Regions from separate parts of the Ovis aries genome. Here all the other regions are linked to region 1. Evidence: chromatin contacts called from public Hi-C data. All regions are on one chromosome and are shown on one strand. The core of a region is the stretch at or near the end of the contact, and the rest is flanking DNA. Distances in the headings are between cores, read along the strand shown. Region 1 has its middle 180 kb from the start of TRNAS-GGA. Region 2 has its middle 100 kb from the start of LPP. Region 3 overlaps LPP (LIM domain containing preferred translocation partner in lipoma).

Region 1 (3,003 bases), core at 329-2,828:
TTCCTTCTTCAGGGGATCTTCCTGACCCAGGGATTGAACCTGCATCTCCTGCATTTCAGGCAGATTCTTTACCACTAAGTCACCAGGGAAGCCCTTGCTTCAAAGAGGCAAATACAAAACAATTAAAATATTCTGTTACCTATTCCTTCTCTCTCTCTCTTTTTTTCCAGTGTGCTACTTGTTGTTGCTTCTTTATTCATACATCTGGTGGAGATCTTGAGCGCACATGGGAGACAGACCTAGAGTTAAGTCCAGAGTGGTCAGCAAAGGTAAGGGCTAGATTAGTCCCAGAAGTGAGTGAAGCTGGCCTTGGTTTTTGGAGTCAGGAGCAATGAGTGGCCTTGGAGACTTCTGGCACTGGGGAAAGTTGCAGCTGTTTGTGCCCAGTTTCATACTCTGGACTTGGGTAGAGGTGAGAATATGGGGGTAGTGATCCAAGGCCATAGGGAGCGAGGCCGATGGCCATGCTGGAGATGCCCAGGTCACTTTGAGCAACTCCTCTCTCTGGCTAGGTGGATCTTTGCTCCCCTGGAAGACCACAGTATGAGTACTGGACGCACCCTAGGACAAGGGGGGGAGTCCCAAGTGTGGCTCCCAAGTTGGTCACTCACCAGCAGACGACTGTGAACAAGTCAGGTCCCTCGCTGACACTCCATACGACTTGCTACTGTGCTTCTGTGGCCATGAAGCTCATGAGTGTGCTTGGCCCACTGTGGACGTACAGACAGGTGAGACACTGAGGAAGGCGAGTCTAGGATTGCCTCCTCTGCAGTTCCTCATGAGGCAGTTATGCTGATGGAAGGCACAGCAGATGGACTCACACATACCTGACAGGAAGATGGGCATGGTTTTCAGTTACCCAGTTTCCAGCTCTGGAACTGTTAAACCTACCAGTGAGGATCGGCAGCACTAGCAAGTTTTGTGTGGGAGTGGGTGGAGGTGCTGGCTAGGATGGGGGAGCAGCCCAGGGAGAAAGGAGAGGGGAGGATGGATGAATGGAGTTGAGATCCACGCCTGGAAATTAATGTCATTGAAGTGAACGCTGCTCAGGTTCCAGCCTGGTGAGGGAAAGGGAGAGGCCATTGGGAGATCGGGTTCTCTCAGCTCTGCATTGATTCATCCTATGTCCCGAGGGCACCCGAGCTTCTCTCCCAGCCTCAGTTTCTCCATCTGTAAAATAAGATGCTACTTTCCCAAAGGTTGCAAAAGTCTAAGGATTTTCTCATTCAAGGGGAGTTTTCGACGGATGAATGAAAGAGACAGGAAAAACACCACAGTCTTTGCCCCAGACCCCCGGGGCCCAGGCCTCTTAAACCAATTTTGGAACCACTGCCTGGCAGTAGTGGGATAAAGCCAGAGGTTTCGTGTACGTCGGTGAGTGTGTGTGCGTGACAAGAGGGCTGTTAAATGAATCACTTTGTATCTAGCGGGGCAGCACCTGCTCCTCAGCCTCCAAAGGCAGCGTGAGCAACACAATCATTCAAAAGCTGCCGCTTTCCATTCACGTCTATAATTAGAGAGCGGGCTGCACAGGCAGCTGGCGCTGCAGGGGGCAGGGCCTATCCCTTAGCCCCACCCCCTTCCAGTCTGTTCCCCGCCCTCCGCCCGCGGAGTCTCCCGCAGCCTTCACCCTGCACTAGCCCCGGGCTAGGGGCTTGGCTCCCAGCCGCAGGATTCCTTCACTTACTGCCTGGACACGGGGCCCCCCTCCGCACCCTCACCTTGGGGCCCCCTATCAAGAAGGGTGGCTGTATTGGGGGTGGCATCCCCCTTAACCCCACCCGGCTACTCTGGCGTCCCGCCCTCCCCGCTCCCGCCTGCTCCCCCGCCCTCCCCGCCGCCCCTCCCAGCCACCTCTCCCTCTTTGTCGCATTACATAGTAATCTGAGATGCATTGGATGAGCTCCAGGGAACAGAATGTACTTGGCAGAGACGCAGGGCTTGATGTCTGCAAAATGTCGGAAACGCAGCCAAGAGCTGCTAACTGGGTCATTAACCTCCAAAAGCAAAGCGAGGACTGTAGGCCCGCTCTGCCTCCCTTCATCTCGCCAATAAAAGTGCCTCAGTGTGAGGGGAAGAAAAAGCCCCAAGGTTGGCTGCTTTGATTTCTAGGCACCAAAGGCAGGCCCAGCCCCTCCTCCTGGCCCGGGCTCTCTGGCCGCCCCTGCGCGGCGTCCCAGTGTACAAGTGGCCTTTGAAAGGCCGGGCCACCCCGCGGGGCCAAGCTCGCGCCTCTGGAAAGATGTTACCCGGCAGCCCTTGCCTACCGCACAGCCTCTGGCGCATTTAATTGGGTCCTGGAGGAGAAATGGGAGTGGGGTGGGGAAGGATTAGTGGAACAGGTTCTAGGTCCATCCCAGATCCCAGGACTAGAGGGGAGGGTTTGCCCTTCCTCTTCTGCGATGCTCCCTCTGCCTCCTTCCCTCCTCCTACGTGGCCTTCTCTTCCTTTCTCCTCTCTGGTCTCCTTTCTGAGAGCAGGCTGTGGGGTGGCTGTCTGGGTACGTGGCTGGCTCCAGGAGACTTGAGCTCTGTCACTTACTGTGTGACCTTGGATGAGTCATCCATTTGTCTACTCCTTCATTCCCTTATATGTCAGTTGCTGGCCGCAGTAACACCTTCCTGACCCATCTAGCAAAATCATGAGGCTCAAAAGTGACTGTCACTTGCAAACTGCAAAGCTCTGCTTATTGTCACTGACTGACTTAGTGTCACTGACTTTTGACTCCTCTGAAAGCCCCAAGGTCCAAACTTGCGGATCTGTGTATACTCCTGAGAAACATAGGAATATAAAGTAGTCTTACCATGAAGCTTCAAAGGTTTGAATACTCACAAGGGGGTAGCCCCTAAAATCCACCCCTCTCAAGCTGTCTGGCCCTGTTGGATTGCCAAACAGATACTTCCCCCTGATATCCAAACCCACTTCTCCCGAGGCTGGATAGAGAGAGAAAGTTCATGGCACTGAAACCCAAAGAGATGGTGCAGTTCCCCAAATGATGAGACC
Region 2 (3,003 bases), core at 343-2,842, 910 kb before region 1:
CTTATGTACAAAAGCTTCACTTTGGAAAGAGAACTGAACCAAAGCAGCCCATCCTAGTCTTCTCCCAGGGGAACGGTCGCTGCTTGTTCAAAGGGCACCTCTGAAACCCAGCAACCCTTGAAATCCTGGGGTCTGGGTGGCCCAGGCAGAGAACCAAGCCTCCAGACCTTTATGGCCCACGTCAGCCTCTGCCTGTGGAAGGAACGCTGCCCTGACTTGACTGAAGTGAAGAGAACGGTGCTTCTTTCTGCCTCTGCTACCCGATCACACTGCCTAATGCCCAGCCTCTCTGACTCTCAAAACCCTTCTGCAGCTCCCAGCTATCTGTCACTTGAGTCCCTTCTTCCTTCTGACACTCAGGGCCTCCAAAGTCTGGTGCTAACCCTAGTGCCAGCTGCGCACACCAGTATGCCCATCCAGGAACCTAGCCAGCCCCAAGCCTCCCCATCCTTCCTGCCCGCCCACACCAGCCTCTCCCCTGGAAACGATCTCCCTCACTCTCCAAGCTTTCAGAATGTCACTTCTTGAACTCTGAGCCTTTCTGCACCCCAAAGATCTTCTCTTCACCCCAAAGGTCTTCTCTTCACCCTGACCTTTCGTGTCCACTGCTCTGATCACCTATTCAAGAGGAATTTCCCTCTGTCAACTCTAAGAGCCTTTTTTCTGTATTTTTCTCAGGGTTCGTAACCTTCTCCTTCACATTTTGTTCCCTGGGTGCCTCTCATGACTCGGCCCTTAGTGTGGCCCACGACAGCTGGCACACAGGGTCACCTAGAGCACAGGCCCCCTGCAGGTCTGCCAAGTTAGCTTTAGGTGGAGAGCTGACTGGCTGACCTCTTTCCCAGCAGCTCCAGGGTTTCATACACCTGTGAGTCTATGAATAGGCAAAGCAAAAGGCCAGACAAGCATCTCTTCTTCTTCGGTCCCAGGTCCAGGGAGCTCCCTTTAGAGATCAGTGCTTCAAATCATCCCTCACTGCACCGCCGTGGAGCAGTGATGGATGCTGACCTCTCTCTCCTGAGGAGCCCTCTCCTTTGCTTGTGGGTGGCCATGTTTTTCCTCTGCACCCTCCCGAGTGTCCCAAGCCCACTGGGAAGGACCCTGAAGAGCCGTCCTGCTCCCAGGAGCGCACTCGTGGCTCTGCCCACCAGCTCCAGCCTTCCTCCTCCTGTGTTTCTGCGCCCACGACAGGGCCCAGCTCTGGGAGTCCTGTGGTCACTAGGAGGAGGCTGGGTGCAGGCCCTGGACATAGGGCACAGAGACATCCCTCCCCCTGCAGAGACAGGAGGGAATTTGACTTGAGCCTGTTTTCAGGGTAATTCGGCATCAAACATCATCGAGGTCTGAAATCTGGCCAAGTCTTTGTTTTGTTTTGTTTTTTTCCTTTCCTCCAATCAGCCCGGGGCACCAGGGAGGGGGAGGGCGTTCAGGGGGTGGGGGCCGCTGGCCTGCTGGGCCTGAGAGGGAATGCTGAGCATGCAGAAGTGGCCCATTGAGAGCCCCGGCTCACGGCGCTCACAGCCCAGGGGCGGGTGGCACCCCTGCTCCCCCCACAAGGGCAGCTCTGTCCTGTGGGCACAGGGCTCCGTCCCAGCCCCACTGGCTGAGAGAGAACAACATTTCCTTATAAGGCCCCGACCGCCCTGCCAAGGCTGGACGCTCCGACAGACTGTAGCTTTCCATTCTCCTCGCCCGGCTCCAGCGCAGGCCTTGAATGTCGCCCTTGTTGTCAGGCCCCTCCTCTCCTCCCCGGCCCCCACCCCACCCACTTCCATTCCCTGCCAGCGCCAGCCCCACGGAGCCCAGCCGGATAAACAGCCCAGGGCCTCTCCCACGCAGGGGCTGCTCGGCTCAGGCCTGCTGGAGGCAGCACAGGGTAGCAGAAGGAGCGGCAGGGCGCTGGCTTGGGCCGACCCTGCAGGTCCCTTCCTGGTGCCTGTGGCTTCAGGGTAGCTCTGGACTCCTGTGAGCCTGGCTCCTCATCTGGAAAATGAAGATCTCATTGCCACGGGGTCCAAATTCTTTGCATTGCATTCACAGTCCTTCCCAGCAAATCTACCTTCGTAGCTTCACCTCTGCTTGCTCCCCCGGGCCAGGTTCCCCAAACTCCTCCCCTCTCCCCTACTGGCTTTCTCTCTAGCCTGAACAGGAGCCTAGCAGGTAGAAAGACCTGGATTAAAGGCCCGGGGAACTCCACCTGCAGAGCCCCACCCTAACAATGCCACTTCCTCCCCACCCCCGGAAAAGTGAATCGTTTCTTCTCTCCTCAACATTTGCATGTACCTCTCTAAGAGGCTTCCCATTTTGCAATTGCTCTGATATGTTTACCTGCCTTTTCCTTCACCAGGGCTTGAGCTTCTTGAGGCTCAAATGGATCCTCTTTATATTCCGGAGCTCAACCACTGTACCAGGCACACTCATGTCACTTCATGGAAGGTCATTGTGTAAATATCGAAATGCACAGAGCTCACAAGCCCTCAAGAGACAACTGATGTGCAAATACTATGTGAACTATGAAGGGCTGTGCACCTGTGAAGGGTAACAACTGTACCATGCTGCTTTTCACTCCAAATTCTACTCTTTGTGATGCCATTATAACCTTACCCATCTGCCCAGTTCTAGATCCTGAATCCTGGATTCACTGAAGCCCTTGGGTGTTTGTTGTTGTTTAGTTGCTAAGTTGTGTCTTTTGCTTCTCTTTTGCAACCCCATGAACTGTAGCCCTCCATGCTCCTCTGTCCAAGGGATTTCCCAGGTAAGAATTCTGGAGTGGGTTGCTATTTCCTCCTCCAGGGGATCTTCCTGAATATGGGATCAAACCCACATCTCTTGCATTAGCAGGCAGATTCTTTACCACTGAGCCACCAGGGAAACCCATCTCACATGTTTAACATGTATCAAAGATATTATTGGTCCTTAGAATGCCAGTGCTGGGGACTAAAAGGGGTTTGAGGAATTATCCCATCATTTCCACACTGACATCTTCCATGCAGATGTCATGTG
Region 3 (3,003 bases), core at 275-2,774, 710 kb before region 1:
GGTGGGCCGGCATTGACTGAATGCTTGGTGTATGCACATATCAAACTATATGGGAGAGGGAGATAGGAACACTGGACTTCTGACTGGAAGGGCTCAGGTGTGTGTGTATGTGTATGCTATGGGGGACTGGCTTCTGGGGATGCAGGGTGGGTCAGGGGATGGGTAGGTTGGTGTGTTGACAACTGATAATCAGCTGGAGGCTGGCTGTAAACTGATCAATGATGCAGGGAAGGGCAGAGGGTTCTGTTTGCTGCTGCTGGGGAAGGCTTCACTGGAGGGTGTGGTGTTGAAAGTCTTGAAATATGGATATGACTTCAATAAACAAGGAAGCTAGATGTACGTCTTCAAGACAAAGGGAACAGCAGAGGCCTGGGAAGACCTAGAAAAACGGGGAGCGGCAAGCTGTGGAGGTGAGGCATTTGTGCCAAGTCATAGAAGTGCTATACCCCACCTCCCCACCCCTCAGCTCCATGGTATGTTTGGGGCTTTTATTATTATTTTTTCCTCATTGTAAGCAGTAGAGAGTGGTTATGAGTTTTAGAAAAAGCTGTGATAGGATTGCTCTGGTGCATGTGTGTGTTTTGTTTTGCTTCTACTTTTTAATTTTCCGAGTCTTTTTAGGAACTGTGAGGCAACCTTCACTCTGGGAAGTGTGCACTGGCTGTCTTTCTGTGTCTTTTCTTTCCTCTTCCTGCTTGGCCTGGGGCCTTGTCCGGCTTGTGATGATGAAGTGTGGCAAGGCCAGCTCCTGGGAGCCGACCTGAGGTCTCTGAGCAGACCCTGGGCACTCTTCAAGGTTCCCCACCCATTTTCCTCCTCCTTTTCTCTTCTTTCTCTCCTCCCTCCCCTTCCCTCTCCCCACCCCCAGCAGCAGCAGCAGCAGCAGCAGCAGCCCTCCCCTCCCTAAAATAAATAAACCAGTCGCTCCAAAAGGTTCCAAGCACATTAGTCACATATCCCAGAAGTTTAATACAGAATTATTTTGACAGCGAGAACAAGAAGTGTTTTCTAGTTGAACGCACAGAACTTGCTTCTTCCAACTGGGCTTTCTGCCGCAGAGACAGATGATATGTTTTTAGATGGATCTGCCGCGCAGGAGACTGCGTCGCTTCCCTTGGAAACATGACAAACTGCTCACTCCCGAAAGTGGTTGGGGAAAAAGATGTGAAATGAGAGGGAGAGGGAGAAAGCACAGACTTATTGAGAACATAACTTTCTCCCTAATAACTTCAATCAGCCGCCGAGAGCTTTCTATGTGTTTATTTATTTATTTGGCCGCCCCTGGAGCCGGGAAGTCCTTTTTTAAACCCCGGGCTCATGGGTGTTCTAAAAGATGAGGACAGGTCGAGTTATTGCAATGCGGGTGGCTCTCCAAGCATTCCAGTTGAATAGCTCTTCCAGAAATATTTCTTGACTCACTTATTTAGCACTTTCTGTTGCCGTTACTAAGCAGATTGGAGAGTCCTCCCTGTGATTTCGCCAGACTCCTCTTGGGCTGACGTGGATCCGCTTATTCCTATCTGGCCCCTGGAAAGGCGGAGGAATGTGAAGCTGAAGTCCACTGGCGCCCAGGAGGGACTTGAGCCTGAGCGTCCAGAGCGCAGTCTGAAGAGCCAGAAAAAAGTGTGTGTGTGCTCCTTTCCCGGCTTCGCCCTTCTCCTTCAAGACTCCATCGCCAGGCTGGAAGAGCTTCCTTCCAGGGTGGCTCACCTGGGTGTGACGACCCAGAGATGAGCCTGGAGGAGAGACATTAAGGAACTTCCACACCTGGGATAAGTGTCCTTATGGCTCCCATGATCCTCCACACTTGCTTCTCAAATCTTTCTAGAGATTTCCAACCTTTTATGGGGGCTGAGCTGATCTCTCTAGTTTTAGTGTGTACCTGCAGGAGCTCTTCTAACCCCCCTCTTCTTGTTCTTCATTAGCCCCTCATCCTCAGGTCTTCATCCAAGAAACGTCTGTGTGGTCTGGAAATTAACTGGTCATATGACCTTGGAGAGTGAACTCATTGGGCCTTAGTATTTTCATAACCTTTCCTTTATAAACCCCTCATGAAACCTCATGGGAAATCCCAATACAGATTTCCCCTGCTCTCTCTTAAGCACAATGTTCCTATAAAACAGTTCATGAGCCAAAAATGGAGTAAAGCGAAAATCTTCAGCTTTCTTTAGTGAAATCTGGTACTGATGTAGGTCTTTCATAAAAGCAAAGTGGTATAAAGAAAACTATTGAAAAGCAGAAGATAGCTATATATAAAATAACAGAAACATAACTGCATGGTGATGCTGTCATTGACTGTTGTTAAATGGTTAAATAGGCTTCCATGCACTGCCATATTATCGTCCAGAACTCTATGCCCCTGTGGAACCTACTTTGAAAACCATTGTATTCAGGGCACTGCAGGACTTCTGGTAGCCCTGGTGACCGTGGTTCTGGCTTCTTCAAGTTGCCTGCCTCTCTGGAGATGTCTCAAGGTTTAGAAAGTGGCACTTGTACAGATGAGGAAGATGGGCCCAGAGGGAGACATGACCCTTGCTGGTTTCCTCACACTGGCTTTGAAATCCTGTGTGATGAAGGCCTTGTGGCTGGTTCCCCTCCAGTGATTGTTCTCATGGGGCTGCTCTGCCCCGAGGCTTCCACACCTGGGCTGGGACCTGTGCCTTACGTGGCCGGCACCTCATTATCATTCACTGAGCTGCACTGAGCAGTCATCTCAGTGAATTCTTGGTACCATTGTTAGGCTTACAGGCTGTCTCAGAAACAGTATGAGAGGAGTAACGTGGCATTCAAGCTGTTTTTAAGGAAACTCTTTTTTAAAAAAAAAGTGCTGAAGAGAAAAGTAAAGTGTTGGGAGAAAATTAAAGAATGGGCCATCTCTCTCCTCTGATTCTTATGCAGTACCTACAAATGTGTAACACTCTACTGTTTCCCAGAGAACGTTCTGACTTTTATCATCATATTTTACATTTTCACATTGCAAGGCAATTTTTTTTTTTGCCCATT

Evidence for each region. A called contact is a pair of places that touch in the nucleus more often than the background predicts.
Region 2: a contact with region 1 is called in a Hi-C map of hypothalamus, with 4 times the contacts expected there. The contact joins two enhancer-like sites. A contact is called at or near these places in 3 of 16 Hi-C or Micro-C datasets (hypothalamus, skin fibroblasts and tail adipose tissue).
Region 3: a Hi-C map of tail adipose tissue shows a contact between it and region 1, with 4 times the contacts expected there. The contact joins two enhancer-like sites. A contact is called at or near these places in 3 of 16 Hi-C or Micro-C datasets (muscle and tail adipose tissue).

Annotation. Positions count from the first base shown.
Region 1 is chr1:199,178,311-199,181,313 of ARS-UI_Ramb_v3.0, reverse strand. No RefSeq gene overlaps it. Among named protein-coding and RNA genes, the nearest start is that of TRNAS-GGA, 180 kb to the left of the region's middle. Within about 2 kb of position 1,578, at least 48 of the 54 cell types and tissues checked have an H3K27ac peak or open chromatin away from gene starts, as enhancers often do. A contact at or near this core is called in hypothalamus, muscle and tail adipose tissue, where this site is marked.
Region 2 is chr1:200,088,735-200,091,737 of ARS-UI_Ramb_v3.0, reverse strand. No RefSeq gene overlaps it. Among named protein-coding and RNA genes, the nearest start is that of LPP, 100 kb to the right of the region's middle. Within about 2 kb of position 1,592, at least 39 of the 54 cell types and tissues checked have an H3K27ac peak or open chromatin away from gene starts, as enhancers often do. A contact at or near this core is called in hypothalamus, where this site is marked.
Region 3 is chr1:199,883,657-199,886,659 of ARS-UI_Ramb_v3.0, reverse strand. All of the region lies in intron 2 of LPP (LIM domain containing preferred translocation partner in lipoma), which reads left to right. Among named protein-coding and RNA genes, the nearest start is that of LPP, 110 kb to the left of the region's middle. Within about 2 kb of position 1,524, at least 23 of the 54 cell types and tissues checked have an H3K27ac peak or open chromatin away from gene starts, as enhancers often do. A contact at or near this core is called in muscle and tail adipose tissue, where this site is marked.